Linked DNA regions of Mus musculus: region 1 is linked to region 2. Evidence: chromatin contacts called from public HiChIP or PLAC-seq data. All regions are on one chromosome and are shown on one strand. Each heading gives the region's core, a stretch centred on a gene start, on an enhancer-like site or on the middle of the called end of the contact. The rest is flanking DNA. Distances are from core to core; before and after follow the strand shown. Region 1 has its middle 39 kb from the start of Gm17619. Region 2 holds the start of Adnp (activity-dependent neuroprotective protein).

Region 1 (6,599 bases), core at 2,695-5,194, 2.0 Mb after region 2:
GCCAGACTGGGGCATCGCACACTCAAGTCACCGCTCTGGTGGCTATGGCGTGTGACTTGGGTTTTGCCCTCTGGCTGGTCCTGATGGGGCCTCGGGGGGAAAGTGGAGTTAATGAGGGAGATGAGTGGGTAAGACAGGCTTGTGCAACCCAGTCTCACGCCCACACAAGCAACTGGTGCTTGCTGTTATCCTTATCTTGATTTCAAAGGCAAGATTCAGACTTGGGGAGCTTATGTTGCCCCAAGACAGAGGCAGAACCCTTGTGAAGACCAGCTATGCAATAGTATGGCACACTTGGAAAGAAGACAGCCATGGTTTGGATAGTCGTGGGCTTCTCTAGACTGCTAGCACCAGCCAGCGGTTCTAGCTTTACATGTGTGTGAGAACATGGGGCCAGGCATGGTGGCACAGCCTTTGATCTGTACACTCAGGAGGCAGAGGCAGGAGGAGCTCTCTGAATTTGAGGTGAACCTGGTCTTCATAGCAAGTTTTAGGCTATCCAGGGCTATATAGTGAGAAACTGTCTAAAAAACAAACAAATAAACAAACAAAAATAAGGGAGACATCTATACATATATACATACACACATTACATATATATTGTTTGTTTGTTTTGAGACAGGGTCTCTCCATGCACTTATTGTGTCATCCAGGCTGGCCTTGAACCCACAGAGATCCACCCGCCTCTGCTTTCTGAGCACTGGGATTAAACGGCCCAGCCTCTTCTGATGTTTTAATAACACCACTGTACAATGTACCTCTTTTACAAGTGTGACTTCTTTGGAGGGGTACAGAGCATGCTATTGACTGAGAGTCCAGCTCCAAGGTCCCTGCTTATAGTTTACGTTTTATGGCAACTTGGTGATTTGTGCCTCACTGTCGTCAAACAGAAAACCTTATTTCTGCAATCCACATCAATTTAGACATGTCGACATAAGAATTCTATCAGATTTGGAATTTGTAAAAAGAAATGAAATGCTGTGGGTTGTAGAGATGATTAAGTAAGTGGCTAAGAATGATCGCTGCTTTTCTAAAAGATCCAACTTCAGTCCCAGCACCCATAGCAGGTAACTCACACTGCCTGCAACTCTAGCTCCAGGGGACCTGACACCCTCTTCTGGTCTCTGCTAGCCTTCTCACACTTGAGGCACACACACACACACACACACATACACACACACAGAGGAATCTTTAAAACTGTTTTCATTTTGTGTTTGAGTGTTTTCCCTGCATGTTTATCTAAATGTATATACTATGTGCATGCCTGGTGCCCACAGGTCAGAAGAGAGTGTCACATCCCTTGGAACTAGGCTGTACATGGTTGTGAGCCATATTGCCAGTACTAGGAATTGAACCCAGGTCCTCTGGAAGAGCAGCCAAATGCGCTGAGCCATTTATCTCTCCCACACTGCACTGTGTGCTTTAAGACATCATTTGTTAGTTTCTCACAGTGACCATCGGGGAGGTTTCTGTTTCATTCTCTATTCTGGAAGAGGGCTCAGAGACAGGTCCAAGGTTACCCATTCCAGAGGCAGGGCTGTGTTCCACACTGAGGTCTGGAGACATCCTTGTCCAGTCTCTCAAAATCACGAATGCATGGCATACAGCTTTGTGTTCAATATACCAAACTATTTCAAAGTTAAGGTAATAGCCTGGATATGCCCTTCAAAAATATAATGCAATCCCCTGCCTGGAGGTTATGAATGGAATCCCTGGCCAGGAACTTGTGAATGATGGTGGGACGACCCAACCCCCACCCCCAGCCTGGAACCTATGAATGGAATTCCTAGCCTGGAGTAGGTTATGAATGGAGTCCCATCTTGGAACTTGTGAATGGAACCTTATATGGAAAGGGGTCTCGGTAGACGTGGTCTAGATGGGATGCTTACGATGTAGGCTCAACAGTGGTATCACTTGGTAGAATCTGCTTTTGCCTCCTCCTTTCAGAATCACAGTGAGTTTTCCAGGGTCTGTAGAAAGTATAACTTGCTGACTGGCCAATCGAACAGCAGGCAGGTGACTGGCCCTGTGGGTTGCTTGATGTCAGAACACTTAGAAAAAAATGTGAAAATGAATATACTCCACTCATCAAGTTTTGGGGATGGAAAAAAGGTGTGAATGCATGTACACACACACACACACACACACACACACACACACACACACACACACACACACACACACAAAATATGCCAAGGCTGAAGGAGGAGGCCAGCTGTCTTCCTTCTTTCTCTATAGACTTCTTTCCTTAGTCTCTTGAGACAGGATCTCTCTCTCTCTCTCTCTCTCTCTCTCTCTCTCTCTCTCTCTCTCTCTCTTTCTCTCTCCCTCCCTCCCTCCTTCCCTCCCCCTCCCTCTCTCTCAACTGGAAACTATACCTGCAGCCAGGATGCCCAGGCTAGCCTTCTACCATCTCCCTTTCCCCTATTCCAATAGTGGGGTTACAGGTGCAAATGACCACACACGGCTTTTACACGGGTGTTAGGGATCCGAACTCAGGCCCTCGTGCTTGCAAAACAAGCATCCTTACCCACTGCGCCAGTTTTAGAGGAGCTGTGAAGGGGATATAGGTGTGAACTAACCCTCAGCCTTCCTCTGTGCAGAAAGGAATGTTCTCAAGAGGGGTGCCACCCAGACCATGGGTGTTTGTCCTGGGGATGCTGTTAATGTGGCTTTAGATTCAGAACGCTCCCTTTTCATGGTGACTTGGAACCAGAGAATTGGCTCAGCAGTTAGACGCAGTTCCAGAGGGCTGGAGTCCAGTTTCCAGCACCCACACTGGGTAGCTTCAAAGTACCTGTTACTCCAGTTCCAGGGAGATCTGTCACTCACTTCTGGCCTTCTTGGGCATCCAGGCACAGGCACGGGCACGGGCACGGGCACACGCACACAGACACAGACACACAGAGACATGCGTGCGCACGCGCACACACACACACACACACACACACACACACACACACACACACATACACACAGGTAAAAAAATATTTTTTAAAGATGGTTGATAGGTCCTGAGAATGTGCGTTTTCAGACATGCTCCCAGGATCGCTGATCCCCTGTCACATACAGAAGCCGTGGTCTCCAGAGCACCCTTGAGTCTCAAGCCTCCAATCCAGCAAGTCATCCCAACGCCAGCTTCTCTCCTCTTATGTGGTAATTCAACGCTCTCAGTTGTCACGATGGCTTTTCCCATGGTCGCTTTTCAACAGAGAAGAACTGAGTGTCTATCCCTTGATGGGCCCACACTGAGCCTTGGCCCCCAGGGACCTTGACTATCTGTCATGTGTCCGTCCATGTATCCATCCGTCCACTCTCTTGCCAGGCACTGATTGAGCTATTTAGGTTTGAGGAGTTGGGTGGGAGGCCTTGAGACACCAGGAAAGGAGGAGAAACCTTCTAGTCTTTCCTGGGACCAGGAGCTTTTGAAAACTGATCAAGAGCTTTTCTATAAATGCAAACCCACCACACCCAAGTCCACTCAAGCCATGGCTTCCAGGCGCTGGTGGGGAAGGTGTTCACTGTTTCCTGCTGAGATCTGCTCAGTCACTTCTGGCCAGCCCTGGCCTCAGGCCCGACTGTTGGAACCTCTCCATTCCTGCTCCGGGGCTGCTTCTCCCAAGATTCCCTGACTATTTACTCTCAGGTGTCCCAACAAGGCCGCTCACACATCGTGCTCCCTTGGAACGTTCACAATGCCGTTATTTAATTTTATTGATGGCCCCGACTAACCCCTGTGCGATCCTTACTGTATACATTCACCGCACTTTTGAAAAGTACTTTGTATATTGTTAACTCTTTGAACCTTCAGTTTTGCTATGAGGCGAGTCTTATTAATACCCATTAAACAGGCCAGGAAATCTGAGCCCTGAGAGGCTGAGTGTCCTGCTCCTGAGCACATGGCTCTCATGATTGGCAGAGCAAGGAACTGGCTGACTGGCTGGCTGGCTTCTGGTTTCCTTTCCCTCTCTGCACCACAACAGCTGCCCAGTTGTCTGTCTTCCTGGTTGGGCTCCAGTTGCTCCCCAAAGCCAGGAGGCCAGGTCTTATATACGTGGGTGAGTGACAGCCTCATGCCATAGTGACCCCGTGAGATAATGGGGAAGGACCCTGGTTCCATTTGGCTTTTCTCTGAATTACCTGGTTTCTCTGCAGATAGCTTCTCTCACTCAAAAAAGCTGAGCTCCCACCCTCCAACCACTGTTTCCCCAGGCAGCCTTGATGATTTGGGGGCCTAATGAAGGTAAAGGAACTTTACAAACCCCTAAGCCCAGGGTGAATGAATACAGGTGATTATATCTATAATTATCCGTACGTTTCCTAACCATCGAAGCATGTGTAACTGCCTTTCAGATTTGTTGTTGATGTTCTGAAACAGGGTCCCAGATGGCTGAGACTGACCATGAACTCACTGGGTAGCTGATCTTCTTGCCTCTCCCTTCGAGTGAGTGCTGAGACTACAGCGTTTGTACCATGCCTGGGTTTAAGCAGTACTGCGGATCAATGCCAGGGCCCCCTGCATGCTAGGCAAATATTCTACCAGCTGAACTATATACCCAACCTGAAAAATTTTTTGACATCCAATAACCTTATCTATATTACTACTACTATTATTATTAATCTATATTATTATTAACCTTTAAAATATGCTTTATTCGTGAGCTACAATAATTGCTGACCTGATGTGTCCCTAGGCCCACAGTTGCATGGATGTTATGAAAGTTAGCATTTAGTCTAGGCTCTGTCCCACAGTTACCTGGCAACAGCCAGCTGTGCCTGACTCACTGTAAAAGGGGCTGCTCACCCCTTCTTCTCTTGCTCTGTCCTCGTCTCCTTACCCTCTTTCTTCTCATTCACTTCTCCCCCCTCTCTCCACGTTTCATGGCCGGCCTCTACTCCTCTTCTCTCTCTCTCTCTCTCTCTCTCTCTCTCTCTGCCTTTCTCTGTCTCTACTACCCTCTCAACTCCCCTCCCCATGTCCTGAGTAAACTCTATTCTATGCTATACCACCATGTGGCTGGACCCTCAGGCGGAAGAGTTGCTTCAGCATGGGCCCATGGAGGCGCCCCCTCCCCCCACACCCTACTGCACCTCCACCAAACACACTCCTTCTCCCCTTATCTTTTTTTTTTTTAATATTCTTTTTTTTAAAGATTTATTTATTCTAGACACTGTAGCTGTCTTCAGACACTCCAGAAGAGGGCATCAGATCTCGTTACAGATGGTTGTGAGCCACCATGTGGTTGCTGGGATTTGAACTCTGGACCTTCGGAAGAGCAGTCGGTGCTCTTACTCACTGAGCCATCTCAACAGCCCTCCCCTTATCTTTTTATAAAACACAACAATGAGTGTAACCACTCACTTTCTGATTGGATTTAAGATCAACTCCAAAGAACACAACACATGCCTGGGGTTGTAAATTTGGCAAAAATTTCATGGTTGGGTAGCTCAGGCTCAATTATTTTTCCTAAATATAGTAAATAATTTAAATAAATATTGCTTTTTAAGTGTGCATTTCTATATCCAAAGATTAGTGAAGCTCTCGCAGCAGTGAAGTGTTTCTTTGTGCAGTGGATGGTGGTTAACACAGAAACTCACAACAGGTAAAGGTGCAAAGGACACGTGACTCTGGAGTGCTGAACCACACTTGGGACAACTATGCCACTTCCCCAAGGCTTGGTCAGGAGAGCAGGCAGGAAGATTGTAAGAAGCAGAGGTCGGGGAAGACCAGGTGAAGCCACTCAAGGGAGGAAAGGGCTTATTAGGCTCACACCTCCTGGTCCCAGTCCTTCACTGAGGGAGGGCAGGGCAGGAGCAGAGGCAGAAGCCCCAGAGGAACTGGGTTCACTGTCTCAAGCAGACCCACGCCCAGCACAGGAACACCAGGTCAGGGAGCAGTACTGCCTGCCGTGGGCTGTGGCCTTCAGCAATTGCAATAGAGACAATGCCTTACAGACATGACTCTAGGCCAATGTGATTGAGGCAATTCTTCAGGTGAGGGTCTTTCTTCCCAGGTGACCCCTATGCTGTATGTAAAACTAACAACTCAACGAGGAGCTCTCGAGCCACTCCCCCCCCCCCCCCAGTAACAGTTGGTGGTTTATGGTAGAGGCAGAGGCAGGGGCAGTTTATTTTAAGTATGTGGTGTTGGGTAGGTTGACCACACTCCGGTGGAGAGTCTCTCACACCCAAGCAGGGGTAGCACAAACTGTCTTGGTGAGTTATTAGGAAAAAAGAGAGGGAGACAAAGTTGGGAGGGTATTGGGGGGCAGATCTGGGAGCAGTCAGGAGATAAGATGAAAATACATTGTATGCCCATCTGATACTCTCAAAAATTAATAAATATATTATATCAACGTAAACATAAGGGCTCTTCCCCGTTCTGATTTCAACGTGTGACACCCTTCAATGTGTTTGAATGCTTAAAAGCACGAATACAAACCCAGCAGGCTTGTTTTACTGGGAGCATCAGAGGTGGACTCAGGAGTAAACAAAGCTGTCTGAGGCTGAATTCTCTGTCCTGAGCTGGCTTACCTGCTGCTAGGGGCTGAGAGTGCTTGTCTCTCCTGTCAGATATTCCCACAGGCTGAGACTTGACC
Region 2 (6,376 bases), core at 3,842-6,341:
AAGTTATCATAAACTATATTTCTAATACTTAATAAATATCTTATTTGTATTGAATGTGTATCGTATGTGTATCGATGTGAAATCATTCTCAATTTAAAAGTCCCATTTTTTTTTTTTTTTTTGCCAGATAATAAGGGGCTGGAGAGGTGAACTCTGAGTTCAATTTCCAATGACGACATGGTGGCTCACAACGATCTGTAATGGGATACAATGCCCTCTTCTGGTGTGTCTGAAGACAGTGACAGTGTACTCATACTTAAAATAAACCTATCTTAAAAAAAAAATACATCCATATACATCTAATTAATGAGCTAAAAAATCCCATGGGTTCAACTAAAATAAAGCAACAACAACAAAAAGACAAATGTTTATCCTTTATTTATTCACTGGCATCGGATCCCATCACAGATGGCTGTGAGCCACCACGTGGTTGCTGGGAATTGAACCCATGACCTCTAGAAGAGCAGTAGCCAGTGCTCTTAACTACAGAGCCATCTCTCCAGCCCAATTTTCTTCATTTAAAAAATTTTCCAAATTTACTTTTTCTACTTTTCTCCTTATAATAAACCAGCTATCTCTCTCTCTCTCTTTTTTTTGGGGGGGCTTTTTCGAGACAGGGTTTCTCTATATAGCCCTGGCTGTCCTGGAGCTCACTTTGTAGACCAGGCTGGCCTCGAACTCAGAAATCCGCCTGCCTCTGCCTCCCGAGTGTTGGGATTAAAGGCGTGCGCCACCACGCCCGGCTTCCAGCTATCTCTTAAATTGCAACTTTTCACAATTGAATTTGTAGAACAGACATAAGCCTTAAGCCAGAATAATTCTGAACATTTCTGTTTTTTCCAGATAAGGTTTCTGTGTAGTCTTGCCTGTCCTAGAACTAACTATGTAGACCAGGCTGGCCCAGAACTCACAGAGATCCACCTGCCTCTGCCTCCTTAGTGTTAGGGTTAAAGGCGTGTGTGTGCCACCACTGCTGAGCTTAACGTTTCTGCTTTCTAAAGACTGAATTCTTTTTACTGTACACACACACACATATTTAAAAATTTGCTACAAGGGAACAATCTCATATGCTATATTGTATAGATATCTATACTTTCAGTAATTAAGCTTATTATTGGTCAATTACTTTTGAGCTTTTGTGGAAATAAAACCTGATCAGTATTGTGAAGTTAAAATGCTATTAGATTTTCTTCTGAAGTCTGGTTTAAGAAAAAGAATCTAAGAAAAATCAGTTCATACTCGGTGTTCCCTATATAATGTCTTGAGAGCCAAAATTTAAGATCTGGTTATTTTTAATGTCTAGTAGAGACTATTACAATAGTAAGAAGAAACCCTTTCAGCAAATCAAGATAATAAATTAAACAGAACACTCACTTCCCTACTCAGGTTAACTAAGGCTGGTCAAAGGATTCTAGTTCATATACTGTAAATCTCAGCTTTCATAGGTCTAAGCGATGGCTCAGCTGCTCTTGCAGAGGACCAAGTTCGGTTCCCAGCACTCTTACCATCATAACCATCAGCAACTCCAATGTTAGGAAATCTATTGCTCTCTTTTGGTTTCCTTGGGCACTGCAGGCACACAAAGCACATCTATGTAAAGAAAACACTATTCACATATGATAAAAACAAATTCCCACCTTCCAACCCTCCCCTTTTGTGCCAGACCTAGCTAACCGCTGAAACTGTAAGGACATACACACTCATCCAACGAGGTTCCCTGATGACCAACACCATAAAGAAACTAGCTAACTCTGTCATTTCATTTATAAGAATGAACAAAGGCACATTTGCAAACTTTATCTCACAAACACATATTCTAACAGGAAACTGTTCTCTTCTTATTCACTTTATGTGTTTAACAAATACTAATACCACAGTATTTCGAGATCACAAACAATCTTACTTGTATTTAATATTGGACTGTGTAAATAGTAAAAATGCATAACAAACCATGAATCCAATGTAGTTTTTAGAGCAATACTGATAACAAGGTGCCTCTTTTTCACTCAGCAAAATGCTACCTGACAGCAACCGAAAACAAACAAACCCCTAAAAAACAAAAAACCCTACCCTCTTCAAGCATTAAATAGTTATTTACATATATTTGGTATCCCTTGATTTTTCTTGGCACGTCGATGTAAGATGTCTGTAACAGTAGGATAAAGCATTCACAGATACTAGCATCACTGTCAATATTACCAAACAAGAACAAATCAAATCCAGAGACTCTTACCAGGCCAGTCACATCTCTACCAATGAACTACTTTCCCCAGATCCCTTTAACCAAGTAACTAAGGCTTTCAGATGCTGAGCAAGTCTTGAGATAGACTACTTAAAACTTTATGTCCAAAAGTGCAGAATGCAAATGATTACAACAACATCATCGACTTTAAATTTTTCTCTTAAAAGAGACACATATTTTAAACGTTCAAAACCCATTACTGCAACCAGCTCTAACGAGTTCCTTGAGGAATGTGGCGAGGCTGAAATTTTGAAAGTTCATGTTCTGGTGGTGATCAGGAGGAAGTCTCTAGCTTTCCTGATGCTGCAGTCCCCACCCTCCAAAATGATATACCCACCGGTGTGAATTGACAATGCAGTCCAAAGAGCAAGGCAGGGAACGGAGTCCAGATCCTCAAAATGGCAGTACAGGGAATAACCACTAGGCCACCTATCAGTTCAGTACAAAAAGTGCAACCCTGTGCATCACGATGTAAAAGCTGGGGCCTAGGTTTCGTACTGTGCATCTCACACCTATGGAAATAACAACAGGAGTAAAATCTACAGAAATCCACACACCCTAAAAAGGTGGGTGCGCACCGAACCAAGACTGGTGTCAACACTTGCAAAGGCAGTTGGCTACAGACAGTGTACTGCTGAAAGTGGAAGGCAACACAATTTTGCAGTGAACTCTATTAAGTTTGACAATGAAGAACTCAATAGGGACCTGATGTTTACCAACAAAGCCTTGCAAATCCTGACACCCATCTTTCATGGCTGTCAAAATCACCAACCCATAAAACCTCTCAAGAATGACTTTCCACTCGCAAAAGAGTCGGAGAGATTTGGATTGACCTGATCTCCCAAGCCCGTGACTTTCAGGTTTTAAACAACCCCCTTTACCACCTAGCCTAGGAAAGAGATGTCAACACATCAAACCTTAAGGTGAAGGAATTCTTGAGAAAGGGAACCTATGACCCAAGGATGTGCACCAAGGTGACTGATCAGCAATCAAAGTCTGAGGGTGAACAGGTTTGAAAAAGTAAAAAAAGACAACTTTCCAAACGGAGAAGTGGCTTTCTTAAATAAAATCTCTCTAGCCTCACTTAATCCTTCGCCATGTTGCTGTCAGCTCACCCAGTGCAAGTCTTGCTGGACCCATTTTCCCATGGTCTGTAGAAGGCGCTGTTTAGCACATCCTGTTCTAGTTCTGGGGCCCTTCCCCCCTCTGCAGCCTTACCCAGTGCAGGGAATGCGCCCCCTACTGACTCCCACACTCAGTGCCTTTAACCGACTTGGCTGCAGTGCCTTTTGGGTGGGGGCTGGTATTTTCTCCATGACCATAAACCAGAAGCAACAATGCAGATTTATAAAGAAACTGCACAAAGCTATCCAAGAGACACCCCCCGACACACATCCCATTGTGAAGGTTCAAGATACAGGCACAAGAAGCATCAGGGATGGGAACTGGGCGTTTGGGGCTGGACAGCATTAAAATGGCTAACACAGGAAACAGTTTGGTTCTTTTTCCCTCCTAAGCCTTTGTCTGTGAAATGGGGTTATGACAAGAACTGTCCAGAGGACCTGGTGACTGGAAGAACACTGAGAAGACACTTGGGGTGTGTGGCAGGGAGTGAGACTAAAATGAGTATTAGACTTCTTGGAGAGAAGAAGAGAAGCAATCGCGCCTTTTCTAGCAGACAGGCATCCAGGTTGGGGGTAGGGTGGGGAAGGGAGGAGAAGGACAGGCAGCTCAGAGGAAAGAAGAGGCGAATAAGAGGGTGCTCAAAGAACTACTCCCCATTCATTGCATTCGAAAAAAATTCTTTCCGCGGCTTTCTGGATTTCCATTTTCTGACTGCAAAGTTGATCAGAAAGCTCTAAAGAGGGAGTGCTGACCAGGTAGCCCAGATTGAAAGCAGGGCCGGTGAGGGGCTGTGGTGGTTAGGATGGGAGGGAAACTGGCATGTTGTTGGGGAGGCAAAGACTTTCACCCTCTGCCATGCACGCTCCCCGCCCCCCAGGCCTTTCCCCCCTTTCCAAGCCTAGGGTGGGCAGACCTGGCAGAAGGCTGGTTCCGGGGACTGGGGGAGGGCGGGAGGGGATTAGTTCTGAGGACGAGAGAGCGAGCGGGGTTCGGCTGGGGGCGGGGTGGGTGCGGGAAGATGCCACTAGCCGCAAAAGCCCATGGTGGCCGGCCGGCAGCCCCGCGGGGCGGAGAAGGGGATCGGGCTGCAGGAGGGCTGCGGCCGACTGGGGTTCGAGGCGGTGTGTGCACGCCGAGCACAATGACCGCGCCCGGGATCGGCGGCGGGCAGGGCCGCGGGGCTTACCTTGGCTCGGCCTCGAGGCGTGCGCGGGGCCGGCGTGCTCTAGAGCACGGCGGCGGGTGGACGGCGGCACGGCGATGGCGGCGAGGACGCGCCCGGGGCCTCGTCGCGCTCGGGCTCCGGCTCGAGCCGCGGCCGCGGCTGCTGCCGGGGGGCGCGGCGGGCGCAGCAGAGCGGCGGGCGGCGGCGCGGGCAGTGCAGACAAAGGAGGGGCGGAGGGCGGCGGAGGGCGTGGGGCCGCGGCTTCACCGTCGCGGGCGGGCAGGCGGGCGGCGACGGCCGCGCGGCTCCTCGGCGGCGGAGACCGAGAGAGGGAGCTGTGGCTGAGGCGACGCCAAATCCCCCCCGAGCGAGCGCGGCTGGAGGGGGAGGGGGCCAAGATGGCGGCGGGCGGGCGCTCAGCTCATGGGTCCCGGCGGCGGCGGGTAGACCGGACGGGTGGCGGCGGCGGCGGCGGGCGGGGGAGGGGGCTGGTCCCGCGTCTCCCCTCAGCAGACAATACAAGCGCCTCAGAGCAAGTCCCCGAACCTGCCCTAGCCAAAATGGCGGCCGAGAAAGAGCGGAAGTGACGTAAGCGACTCATTAGCATAAGAGGACTCATTGTCCAGCTGGGGGGGGGCGGGGGCCATGGACCCCCTACTCGGCGACCCCCCCCCAAGGGAGAGCTCTTCGGTCCTCGGCTGCGGCGACACCCACTTTCCTTATGGCAGGGTGGCCCCAGCCCCCCCCAGCCTCTCCTGGGTGAGATTATATAATCCCCACTGAGGGGAGCTCTCGCGAGAACGTGGAGGCTTTGCCATTGCCCCACTAGGAGGCGCCGTGGATAATGGCCGCACTGCGCTCCTGGGTGCCTTCCTCTGACCGCAGCGCCGCCGGCGGAGGCAGAAGTAGCGGGCCGCAGCACGCCTCGACAGTCAGTCAGGTGGCTGCACTGGGGATCCCTGCGCGGGCCCATCTGGGCCTGAACTACATCTGGCAGGAGGGCGCCTGGGGCTGCCCAAGGCCCACGTGCTCAGAGTCAGCTCTCCCAAGCTGGAGGCAAAGCCAAGGGTTGAGCCTGCTGCCTCCTGCCTTTAATGAGGTGTGATGCCCTCGTGTTCCTCCCATTTTTTGAGATGACACAGCTCTGAGGCCATGTCAGCTCTTCTAGTGAACTGGTATGGGATAGACAGGGACTCAGCTTTTCACTTCTGCTGTTCCTTGGACTCAAGTCATTCCTTCAAGTCATCAGATGGCCACTTACCATTGACTCAAGGAAAAAAAAAGTGGGATTTGTAGAGTTGAGGCCATTGGATTGTCAATGGCTAAGGATGAAAACGGTCTGGCACTCACCCACAATTCTGGTATGTGACAGCACCTGCACTGTTGGCTTTGTAACTTTGGATCATCCCCAACCAACATACCATGTCAACATCAACAGCCTCGGTCCACTTTAAAGGAACAGTAGTTACCCTACCGTAGATAAGGATGGCTAAAAGCTCTACAAAGTAGCAAGTGCAGTTGTGAAGGATTGGCCACCCCTCCCCCAACATGAGGTCTCTACAAAGTTGCAAATTTTGAAAGAATCAGACTATATATACAGACAGCTCAGTGTCTAAGGGTTTGGTTGGGAAGTTGAACAAACTTCCACCTAACATTTATTTTTTGCAATTATTAGAACATATATTTAAACCCCTAATCAATAGCTCAACAATGTAAAACAAGGAATAGAAACTATTTAAAAGGAGGTGGGGCTGAGGCTAAGGCCTTTCATCAAGGAGTAGAGATGGGGAAGCACACAATGCAGAAGACAGGCAGGCTGTGTGAATTCATCTCTACTGTTCTCC

Evidence for each region. HiChIP or PLAC-seq counts read pairs in DNA pulled down with a chosen protein or histone mark.
Region 1: a contact with region 2 is called in an H3K4me3 HiChIP or PLAC-seq map of the 230-238 cell line, with 16 times the contacts expected there. The contact joins the enhancer-like site here to the promoter of Adnp in region 2. A contact is called at or near these places in 1 of 15 datasets of contacts at CTCF or cohesin (large pre-B cells), 1 of 484 Hi-C or Micro-C datasets (the G1E-ER4 cell line) and 3 of 115 datasets of contacts at active chromatin or transcription factors (the 230-238 cell line, embryonic forebrain and large pre-B cells).

The regions. Positions count from the first base shown.
Region 1 is chr2:170,229,672-170,236,270 of GRCm38.p6, forward strand. No RefSeq gene overlaps it. Among named protein-coding and RNA genes, the nearest start is that of Gm17619, 39 kb to the left of the region's middle. Within about 2 kb of position 3,945, at least 18 of the 459 cell types and tissues checked have an H3K27ac peak or open chromatin away from gene starts, as enhancers often do.
Region 2 is chr2:168,202,021-168,208,396 of GRCm38.p6, forward strand. Adnp (activity-dependent neuroprotective protein) reads right to left here and starts at 5,092. Exons shown (of 4, transcript NM_009628.3): 1 at 4,554-5,092. The region is part of intron 9 of Gm20716 (predicted gene 20716); the gene reads right to left.